2 separate regions of the Mus musculus genome follow, and region 2 is linked to region 1. Evidence: chromatin contacts called from public Hi-C data. All regions are on one chromosome and are shown on one strand. Each heading gives the region's core, a stretch centred on a gene start, on an enhancer-like site or on the middle of the called end of the contact. The rest is flanking DNA. Distances are from core to core; before and after follow the strand shown. Region 1 overlaps Ola1 (Obg-like ATPase 1). Region 2 overlaps Gm13707 (a long non-coding RNA gene).

Region 1 (5,784 bases), core at 1,382-3,881:
GCAGTTTTGATTGCTTCCTTATAAGTTAATTAACTGTTTGGTGCCAAAGCCCTATGTGAATCAGTTGATTTGTTTAGTTTTAGATTGGCCTCTCAAAATCAGTGACGTGTTCATTTTGTTTTACTACATTTAAAATGTTTTACTTTATGTGTTTGAGTGTTTTGCCTGCATGTGTGTATGTGTACCATGTGAGTGCCTGGTACCTTCAGAAGTCAGAAGAGGGCATCAAATCCCCTGGAACTGGGTTTACAGACAGTTGTAAGCCATGTGGGTGCTGGGAACCAAATGTGTCATCTGCAAGAGCAGCCAGTGCTCTTTACACTGAGCCATCTCTCCAGCTCCATCACAAAGGGTTTTGAGAACTCATATCAGTTCTTGAATATATAAGTGGAGTGATAATTTTCTTCCTCCTTGCCAACATTTGGTTTTAGATCTTTTCCCTATGCTGGAAGAGAAACAAGAGTAAGAAGAAAGAACTAAGGCAAATGCAGCTTACTCCAGCTACCCACAGTGGGATTCCTGTTCCACCAGAGAGTGGTTAGCCTGTAGAGTAGACAGCAGACGTTTGTGCTTGCGTACATGTCTTATGTGCACAAACTTTTTGCAGGATCTCAAATAATAGGTTTTCCCCCGGAAAGTGAAAGAGTTATGAGGTGCTGGGGCTCAAACCCAGGGCTTTTTTGCAGAGCAGGCAGGCTGGAGTCTCATCTCCCGTCCTTTGTTAGTTATTTTGCCTAAGGACAACCCATCCAACCCAGTTATGCTGCTCCGTGCATGCTTTTGTGTTAAGTGATTAGCAGTTTATTACCTGACTTTATATTTCTGGTTATAAAATATTTTCGTTTTCAAAGATTATAAATATAGCTATCCAAAGTAATTATAATTTGAGTGACACAACTTTTCAAGTATTTTAGACCTTGAAGATTAAGACTTAAAATTGCATTTAAAAGAGAATTTTGTTAATCTTCTTTATTTCTTTGTTTTCTTCAATGAGCTTTGTTCCCTGATATTCTTAAATAAGACAAATGAAGTACTTATTTATTAGTATGTATGTGTACATATTCACATGTGAGTGTATGCGTGTGTTTCCAATGTGGAGGTTAAAGACTGCTGTCAGGTTTCCTTCCTGATCATTCTCCACCTTATTTTTTGAGGTATGATCTCTCACTGAACTTGGAGCTTGTAGTGTTTGGTTAGACTAGTTAGCCAGCAAGACTATGGGGTCCATCTCCTCTCCCTTTTCCTCCTGGCTTGCACATAGTCACAGGCAGGTGCAGCTATGCCCCGTTTTCACCTAAGTGCCGGGAATCTGAACTCAAGTTCTCACACTCAAGCAGCAAGCACTTTATGTGCTGGGCTCTTTCCAGCCCCATGAATGGACTTTTAAAAGTAAACAGAACACATTAAAGTGCTTGTCTTTCCTTTTGTAATTTAAAATAGTTATTTTATATAATCCATAGTTAAGAATTACAAATTCTGAGGTCTAGCTGTGAATTACAATCTGCTTTCTTGTCAAGGTAGGTCTTTTTCATAGATCATGGCTAGAATTTCAGTGGACCTCTAAGCTGGGGTTTAAACTGCACTTCTAAAGTCAGAACATTTAGAGTATGCACTAAATAGCTCACTGCTCCTACCCCCAACTACCTCTCCTCTTCTATTCAATGAAGCACTTTTGTTGTGTTATTTATGAAAAGTAAATGGTACCTTGCATTTCCCAGTGTTTGTGAATAAAGCCATAAAGATAGTGAGAGAATTGCCCATGCAAGCTTACCTCTCTCCAAGCACTTGCCCTCTTGGAATATGTGAGTCTCTCTGGGTTCGATCCTAGTACCATCAAACAAGAACAAAAGCCGCTGCCTTGTAGTATTTATTAACTATGCTACTCAGAAGGCTAAGGAGGGGGTGTTTCTGGAATGCAAGCGTTTGAGTCCAACTTCGGCAGCAGTGAGTTCCAGGATAGAAAGAATGAAGAGTATAAAGAAGTTGTAAATGGAGGTTTGACATACATGGAATTTTGAAGATGTGATTAGAACTTTGAAAAGATAAAATTTAAATATTATATTCTTGTCTTGATTTCCAACTTTATATTTAATGAGAAATCTGCTTTAAAAGGCTGGCGCTGTAGCTCAATGATAGATACTTGCCTAGTATGCTCAAGATCCCAAGATTAAAGTTAAGCTGAACGGCTAGTAATACAGTAGTGGGGCTCTTGCCCAGCATGCAGAGGCCCTGGGTTTGATTCCTAAAACTGATCAAAACAGTTACAAAGCTATGGCCAGTGAGATGGCTCAATGGGTAAAATCACTTGTTGGTAAGCCTGATAACATAACTTTGATCTCCAGAACCCATGTGTGATAATTTAAAGGAGAAATGTCCCCCATAGTCCCTGACATTTGAGTACTTGTTCTAAGTTGGTAATGCAGTTTGGGGAAGATTAAGAGGTGTGGTCTTGTTGGAGAAAGTGTCTCACTAAAGGCAGGCTTTGAGAGTTAAAAGGCCAGATGCCATTCCTGGGTCACTCTTTCTGCATTGTGACTGTGGTTTAAGATGTGAGCTCTGAGCTTGCTGCTCTAGTCATCATGCCTGCCTATTGCCACACTTCCCTGCTAGCAAGTTAACGAACTCTCATCTTTCTGAAACTGTAAGCAAATAACCCCTTCCTCCTGTGGGTTGCTGTGGTTGTGGTGTTTCCTTACAGCTATAGGAAATTAACTAATGTAGCATGTGATGGTGGAAAGAGAGGACTTGCTCCACAGATTTCTCCCTTACTGCCACATGTGTACTGTGGCATCTATGTGCCCTCACTCATATACAAATAATAAATGAAAGCAGAGAAAACGGTAAGCAGGCAGGGGACCACAGGACCATAATGAGCTCACCACTTTATATGTTGACTTAAAAATGAAAGCATTTTTGTAATATGTCTTCTTAACCTTTCAAGGTGTGGCTTCCTAACTTTCTAGTGGTTTTATTAGGAATGAATCAGAATGTAGATTTTTTAGGACACTTGCTAATTACTTTGAAAGAACCTGGAATGTAAAGTGAAACAGTCCACTGTACAAATGTCTTGATGCTGAATTAATAGGACTATATGCTGTGTGGTGTTTCTTATCTTTTTGCTTCTCAACCTTCCAGTGCTGCACCCTTTCATACAGTTCCTCATGGTGTGCTGACCCCAACCGTCACATTATTTTCATTGCTACTTCAGAACTATAATTTTGCTACTGCCATGAATTGTAAATAGTTTTGAAGACTGAGGATTGCCAAAGGAGTTGTGACCCACAGGTTGAGAACTGCTGTCCTTGCACGTATGCATTTTGGTTATATAATACCTTTGGCTTTGTACCTGGTTTAAGCATTTAAATTTATATATATTGGCTTTACAGTAATTCACATAAAAATCCTTTGGCTTGAAACTTCATGGTGATCTCTCTTCTTTCTGCCTTCCACTGACTCCATTACTGTTCATGTCCAGATGAAGTTGTTTTCTGTATCTGTCACTTTACATCTCTTCTTAATATCCATTGAGATTCTTACAGTGTTTGGAGTGCAGTTCCTATTCCTGCTTAGTCTTTAACAGTGCTCTTCAGACTCATCACTCACTGGCATAAGAGCCATGCTGACTTCCTGCTGACTGACAAGGAAGTCCACGCTTAACTCTGATATCTATCTATAACTCCTATCATCTCCCTCTATCTGAGAAGCAAATGCTTATCTTCTATTCTTCAGAGTAACTTCTTGTCACTAAGCATTGTTCATTTCAACTTTCATTTATAAAATAATTTATTTTTATTTCATGTGCATTGGCATTTTGCCTGCATGTATGTCTGTGTGAGGTGTCAGAAGCTCTGGCACTGGAGTTACAGACAGGTGTGAGCTGCCATGTGGGTGCCGAGAATTGAACCTGGGTCCTCTGACAGAGCAGTCAGAACCTCAAACTCATACCTTCTGTTTCCACTTCTCAAATACTAGGAATCCATGGGTTGCTGCTGTTCCTGGCCAGTGCCTGTGATCCTTGCTGTAATGGAGGCACATGGTCTGAATGACAAGAAGGTTAAGTAAGACGTGGAGGATTGGCAGTCATAGACAGTGCTTTCAGAATGTTCGGCTTTGAACTAGGGGAAGGAGAGCTGTAACTAGAATGAGATTAATGTCCTGGAATGAGTGACATATTTGATTTAATAGAGAATTTTAAATTTACTGAAATGTTTAAGGGAAAGAATTCTTGAAATGGTAGAAGTACTAATACAGGAGAGAGACATAATAGCTTATGGTCTTGATAAGTAAAAGGAAGTCTGGGAGCAAACATTGATAGGAAGAGAGGGAGGGACTGAAAAGAAATAACTTTTATGACACTCAGTGAAAAATATCTTATACAATTGTCTATTTATATAGAGGCCAGTAACTATAGTGATTATTTAACAACATCCCTCCAGTAAATGCATTAGGAAAATTTAAGTGGTAGTTTCTTAATTACAACCCTCAATTTTATCCAAGCAGATACTGGAGAGGAACCTGGTGTTTGAAATTCTGTTAGAAGCATAGGATCAATGTTAATTTAAGCTGCTTTATCAGTTTGTCTCACTTAAACTTTCCACAAAGAACAGTTTTTATAAAAACAAGCTACTCTTTTCTAAAACACAATAAAGAAGTTTAATTTTCAAAATAGTATCTTAAGCTTAGTTACAATTTTGATCTTACAGTAATTAGCCAGAACAAGAAAAATCATAATATCTGTATGTTGTGCCCAACCGTGTGTGTGTGTGTGTGTGTGTGTGTGTGTGTGTGTGTGTGTGTTAAATACAACAAATCTCCATTTTTAAAACTAGGTCTAAATTGGATTCCACCACAAGGATTTCTTACCCAGCAATCCTGTCATGTTTGCTTTAATAACATCTTCATTTCAAGCCTGTTTCCCCTGCTTGCGTGCATCTCATCCCACCCCACTCTGGTAAACACACTTGGCATTTGTGAAGGTCCAGCTACCGCTTTAGTTTTCATCCAATATTTCCTTCTTCCTGCAGTAAAGTAGGAAATGCTCTCATGTGCCTATTGCACCCCCGTGCTGTCGATACTGGGTGCTCAGCTTTCTGGGGTGCTGTTGAGTCAGTGCAGCCGTCAGCCTCTATAGAAAGACAGCTGTTCAGGGTACTTCTCACTCTGCGGGACGATACAGTTTGTTCTTCTTTACTGTGTCCTTAGACATGACCTTGAACCTTTGATGTTCTTATTTCTGCCCCATGAGTACTAAGGTTGCTGGTGTGTCCCAATACACCTAGTTTAAGCACTCTTGGAGAGCAAACCAGGGCTTCCTGTGTGCCTGGGCCGTCTGTCTCTGAGCTGGGTGCTGCATGTGCTGCCCTCTTGTCTCTTTGTAAAGTCAATCATGGCAAGAAAGAGCATTGTTCCCTCGGGCGGGTGGGTGGGCGGGCGGGCGGGGCTTATGTGTCGGTTGTGTTTAGTAAGAAATACACCAACTTAGGAGACTTAGTTTTTGTTTTTGTTTTTTGATTATTTTGTTCATATGAACTTGACATCATCTAATATACCAGTTCAATACTTAAAGCACTTAAATATTTAAATACCTATATTTTATGGCTTACTACTGAACAGTGGACATTAGTATTAAAAATGACTTTTAAAAATACTAGGCAGTTGCAATTTAGAACTCTTTATAACTCATAACAAGAATATCCTAGACTATGTTGCATAAAAATTAACTATATTTGCTGTTGTTTCTTTATCAAATTTATACTAACTCATGATTTCTATAATGCTTCTGTC
Region 2 (5,784 bases), core at 1,678-4,177, 240 kb before region 1:
AAACTTTCTGAGCTGCTACTTTTCCTAACAAGGGTACTTGTCCTGGAGGGGTAGAAAGGACTGCCTCTGAATTGAGAGAAGACGTGGCCCATAGACAAATGGCAGTTTATAAAGGTAAAAGGAAACCCCATGTTAGGATACGGTGTTTAATTTTAACTGGGCATGTTAATTGGGTGAGCCAGAGTGGGCTTTTGATTGCTGGACTCCAGTAAAACTCATGGTTCACCAAGTTGCACTTTGGTGGTATCTGTACTTGGATCTGTCATGGCTTCCCTAACTGGGGTGATAGATGTGTGTGTAGCTTCTCCCCAGGAAAAGTTCTGTCACAACCGAGGTTGTTGCTGTGGTCCATGTCGCTGAGGCAACCATATACCTACGCGGAAACATAAAGAGCCCGGGACTCTGAAGGCCTTTGTTGTGCCAAGGACTCAGACCTTTGTTTGTCCATTACGTAAGTGGAAAGGAGAGAGAACCAAGGTCGTTCTGATGTGAATGCACAACACTGCCCTGTCTATGACACTTGGGAACCCAAGTGGCAGCTCTAACCTTACCACCAGGGCAACCAATCAGCAACCTGAAGTCACAATTCCAGGTGTCACCAAGGGTTGGGCTCACACACCACCACAACAGTTTCTAAGCCCGTCATGGTCTGGTTGCCTCCTTTGTTGGAATAGCCATCCCAGTGCTGGACACACAGAGAGACTAGAAGGAGCTGGGAGCAGCTGGGAAAGTTTCCAGGAGAATCCCCATCACTGGGGAGATAAGGCCAGAAGAGGTCGGGGGGGGGGGGATGGCCAACTGTTGTAAGTATTCAATATTAATTGAGAGTTTCTACACCACCTTGGATCATTTAGTTCCCAGAGAAAAGACACAAACCTTTACATTTAGAATAAGCCTTAACTGCACTAGAGATGGGCAAATATAACCCTCTAAGCTATTAGTATCTACTTTCCCATCAATAACCCCGAGTTATAACTTGTCATGTTCTGCCTGGGCTGCTCTTACTCCAACTGGCCAGCCGTTATGGCCATGTTTTCATGACTCAACTACACCATGGCATTTGATTCTCTCGCCACCTTGTCTCTCTTCTCTCATAGTCCTACCTCAGACCCCAAAGCCCCCTAAACAACAACAACAACAAAATGCTACCTACCTCTCTTCTGCCCAGCTTTAAGCTGTAGGCATCTTTATTGACCAATCAGGGATAGCCTGGTGGGCAAAGTTACACAGCATCACCTGGTGTAAGTGAAGATCTCTGCATCCCAGAGGAAACCAGAGCCAGTATTTAGCATTACAACACATAGCAACAGACCAAGCCTCAACAGTTTTAAACTGAAGGTCAAGGTCTGCACACACAAAAATGTTGGTAACCATGAGAATTCACCCATAGGCCTACATCGGCAGGTGCCGAATTTAGCATTACAGTACACAGCAACTGACCAAACCTTATCACAAACCTTCACACCTGACTTTACCAAGTTTGAAGATACAGAAGAAACTCTCCCCCTTTGCACAGTCTGTGAAGAGGAAACTCCCCCTCCTCCACCTCCTCATTAGACTTTAATAAAATAATGAGATTCTGTATTTTCAGAGCCAGGTTCTGAAATGTCATTCATTAACATTAAAGATAGAATGCCAAGGGGTGGGGCTTAATTTTAGAAACAGAAAATGGAGTGTTTGGTGAAGTGGAAATTTCTAGTTTCTTTGGAAACTCAACTATGTCGTGTGTGTGTGTGTGTGTGTGTGTGTGTGTGTGTGTGTGTTTCTGGAAACTGTCTTGTGAGAGGATGTTTTGCTGAAGCAGACACGTGGGAGGGCATGTGATGTTTTGCTGGAGCAGATGCTTGAGAGAGTGTGTGATGTTTGGGAAGAGTCTAAATGGAACCCCACAGACAGTGAGAGGTTGTTCTTACACTGTGATGCCACGTGAGGCTTCTCTGATCTTCACTGCGTAGAGAGAAACTCGTCAAAGAACTTCTTGTGGTATTCCAGCTGCTTCTGGCTGCCTCTGCTGACTCATGCCAATTCAGCGGAGCCTTGCAGTTTCTGCTGGATCGAGATGCAGTTCGTGTTTGGTGTTTGCTATTGGACTGGACTGCTGATATCCTGACAGTGAAGGGTGGAATCCCCCCCCCAAGGAACTACTTCTAAACAGGTCCACAACCCCGCTTCCTACTAACCTTCTTTCTCCCCAACCTCTAGTTGGTGGGCTAGAAGGAAGCGTTGACGAGTTCAAGAATCCTAAATAAAGTAGGGTTAGAGAAAAATCCAAGCCTACAGTTTGGATTTGATTGGGTAAAATAGAAATAGTCACCCTGCTTCCAAAAACATCAGTCTAATGGCTGCAGGACTTCTACCAGAGCCCCTTGTGAGAAGGCCACAAGGCCCCAGCTCTTGTGTAGCCTGCTTGGAAGCCAGAAAGTCCTCAGAAAGGGGCTTCAGACACATGCGTGTTTGGGGAAGTCGTTTGAAAGTGTTCTGTAGCAAAACAAAAGGCCTAGAAAGGAGGAGCCGAGAGCCAGGAGACAGCTAAGCATACCACAAAGCAAGGAGTTTCAGTCTGACTCAGTGTGGCAACTGCACGCCTGAGGTGAGAACGGACTCCTGGAGGAGAGGAATTAGCGACAGAGTGACCAGATGCGAAGAGACATCTGGGAAACGGTACACATGTTATAAAGGAAAATGGCCAAAAGACACAACAAACCCCGAAAACCAAAAGCAAAGTGCCACCCCAAACAACATTTAAAAGCCACCCGAAGGCAATCCTGCAATTTAAGATAGGAACGATAGCTTGCTCTCTAGTATGAGGTTTGAGGTTTGGTCTTGGAAGGGGTAGGGGCAGTGAGAGACTTGTTCTGAACAGTTTGAGTGATTGTTGGAAGGTCCTGGGAGCCAGGCTCAGATCCCTAACCACAGTCTGATGAGCCCTGAGAACTCTTTAGGCAAAGGAAGGAGAGCTGGAGGCAGCTTTTCAGCCAAGGGTGAGGCTGTGGTACTCTCCAGGGAGGAGGAGGAAAATGAACCCACAGCAGACGGGAGAAAACAACCCCGGAGGCGCCTGCAGAAGGGTGGGGATGTGTCTGAGGTTTGGGGTGAAGACTTACCTGGTTCCCTCGATAGCAGAGACTAAGGCTCATGTGTGTTTCCTCCACAGAAGCACTGGGTCTGCAGTAGGCACCTCGTGGTGCTGGTGAGATGTCCCAGTACAGTAAAGATGAAGAGCGGGGGTCAGGGGTGGGGGATGGGAGCGTGGGGGTGGGACTACACAAAATAGTGACGGAAGTCGTGAGCTGGAAGAAATTCTGAAAGCAGTGCCGAGTTCTTCATCAAACGCCTTGCATGTTCTCCTTCCTTCGACGTCCTCTATGTAGCTGTTTACACCTGTGGATGCCCCAGCAGTACCCGGAGAGCCGAATGACTCTACTGACTCTACTTCCTTGACTCCTATTTCTACATTCTGCCCAAAAGCTTTTGTGACCGGAAACAGACAGACCCACTTTTAGGAAATAACTGTTCCACCCCTCTCTGGACTAGGGGCGTTCAGCATCTTGAGTGTTCTTTCTCCCTTTTGAAGTGGGAAAATGTTATTTTCAAAGAAAGCACTAGATGGCACTTGTGATGTGTTCAATAGTTGCCTTAGCTCCTTTTTGGATAAGGTGGTGGTGGGGAGCAATAAATATTAAAATGGGAAAATCATCATTACAATAATGAAGATCAGTATCTTATGATTGTGTTTACTGTGTTACTATGTATGAGCGATATCTTTATGCAGTGTTTGCATTTAAAATCTGGGTTTCGCTTTATGAGAACTGCAAGAGGGAACTAACGTCTCTAATATATGGAAACCCTTCATCAGTAAAATAATAAAATGAAAAATAATGTTTGATTTACACCGAGGTTCACTACAGGCTTGTGTTCTTAATGACTGCCCTCTTCCATTTGCAATATTTCAATTTGTAATAATGAGTTGCAAAATAGGTTTCCGATGTCCATCCACTGTAGAGAGCAAAATAAGTCATCCTTAATTTAAAAGAAAGCATTACAGCTTAAAGGATTTCTGTGTTCTATTAACAAAAAAAGGGGGGAGGGGAGGAAATGGAACGGAACGGAAACAGCAGATGTTTCTAGAGTTTCACCATCTTACAGCACTAACAAAGACTTGAGGCACATATATTCTTTTGTGTAGTTCAGTAGTCAGTTCACTAGGCCACTTGCTTAATGATCTCCTGGTCCCACTTTAATGTACAGAGATTGTAAGCTTTTAGCACAAATGCCAGTTGAAACAGTTCCTATTTAAAGTATATTAAAAGAAAAAATGTTGCCGGGTACCATGGCAACAAGTGTAGCCTGCAGCCCCAATGTAGCATCTTACCTGTACCTGTTGTGGAGCTAGCATAGGAAGAGTCTTATGTGTTAGGGTCTCCAGTGGCTCTTTCTTACTTTCTCTCCTCTCCTCTCCTCTCCTCTCCTCTCCTCTCCTCTCCTCTCCTCTCCTCTCCTCTCCTCTCCTCTCCTCTCCTCTCCTCTCCTCTCCTCTCCTCTTCCCCCCCTTCTCTCTGTTATCCCTTATTTTAAATGTACTTTTCATTGCTGTAGCTTTCTAGGATAATTCAACACAATGAAATTCTTTGGGAACAAGATGGATTATAAATAATAATCGTGCTAATATGATGTCTTGTAATTGCATTAATTTGTAGGTTTAGGATGACATTGACATCCTGAAAGTAATATCTCATGCAATAGTAAATTCAAGGTGTCATAACTCAGAGCTAAATATGCAAAACAGCGGCAAGACTAGGAAACATCTTAGATTCGAGTAAATCTGACTCTTTGGATACAGTGATAGGAACGAGTTCTGGATAATTTAAGCACAAGGGACTTTCATGGTTTGATCATCAGGAAGTCACTGAATAGATGGGAGCCTGGTGCCAAGTCTGGACACTCCTGGATTCCAAGAAGCAATAGCAACTTGTCTGGGCACTGTTGCCCCATGTCCCCAACCTTGTGTACCTCTCCTCAAGATGAAGGGTGTGGCCATCCAGGTTCATCCGAAATAGTCTAAGAAAGATCAATTCGCCCTGACCCGGAGCTGCCTCCTTTGTATGCTGAGTCAGGGAAACTTGACTTTTCTTAGCTAAATGTGAAATCACTTCAGTGTGTTCCATTTATTCACAGATTTACTGTCCCCCAAATATGGGGAACTCAGTCTGGAATAAAAGGCATCTCTGGAAAGGGCATTAGCACACCATGGGGGTGGGGGGCTGCATGCATCTGTTACACTACAAAGCTGGAATGATTGAGTAGTCTCCCCCCCACCCCCACCCCCCCACACACACATTGCTTCATTGTGGCTTTCTTTGGAAAGCGTTGCCACAAATGCAATTAGTCAAGGTTTACATTGAGCTCCTACTGTATCAAGTCAGGAAACCATAAATCCTGTGAGTTCCTAGTAAAACTCAACAGGACCCACAGAGGCACTCAGAGGAAAGGCCTGCATGAAGATGAGAGCAGACACGGGAGCAAGTTATCTTTAAGCTAAGGAATACCAAAGATGGCTGGCAGCTCCTAGAAGCTATGAAGAATTAGAGTGGCTATTTCCCTCAGAGTCTCCAAAGCAAAGAATGCCGCCCACATTTTGGTTTTAGCCTTCTGGCCTCTTGAGTGGCACAAGAATACACACCTTTTGTTTTAAGCTACTCAGTCTACGGCTCTTTGTTATTGTCTTTCTTGGGAGTTAATACAGCTTTAAGAGGTTTCCTTATGTAAAGGAAACACCATGGAAAT

Evidence for each region. Hi-C and Micro-C count contacts between places; a contact is called where the count stands out from the background.
Region 2: a Hi-C map of Th1 cells shows a contact between it and region 1, with 5 times the contacts expected there. The contact joins two enhancer-like sites. A contact is called at or near these places in 1 of 15 datasets of contacts at CTCF or cohesin (pro-B cells), 48 of 484 Hi-C or Micro-C datasets (the 63-12 cell line, B cells, the Ba/F3 cell line and 35 more) and 3 of 115 datasets of contacts at active chromatin or transcription factors (the 230-238 cell line, bone marrow-derived dendritic cells and effector CD8 T cells).

Annotation. Positions count from the first base shown.
Region 1 is chr2:73,157,843-73,163,626 of GRCm38.p6, reverse strand. All of the region lies in intron 4 of Ola1 (Obg-like ATPase 1), which reads left to right. Among named protein-coding and RNA genes, the nearest start is that of Ola1, 54 kb to the left of the region's middle. Within about 2 kb of position 2,631, at least 77 of the 459 cell types and tissues checked have an H3K27ac peak or open chromatin away from gene starts, as enhancers often do. A contact at or near this core is called in the 230-238 cell line, CD8 T cells, the CH12 cell line and 3 more, where this site is marked.
Region 2 is chr2:73,401,409-73,407,192 of GRCm38.p6, reverse strand. The region is part of intron 2 of Gm13707 (a long non-coding RNA gene); the gene reads right to left. Among named protein-coding and RNA genes, the nearest start is that of Gm13707, 17 kb to the right of the region's middle. Within about 2 kb of position 2,927, at least 17 of the 459 cell types and tissues checked have an H3K27ac peak or open chromatin away from gene starts, as enhancers often do. A contact at or near this core is called in the 230-238 cell line, CD8 T cells, the CH12 cell line and 3 more, where this site is marked.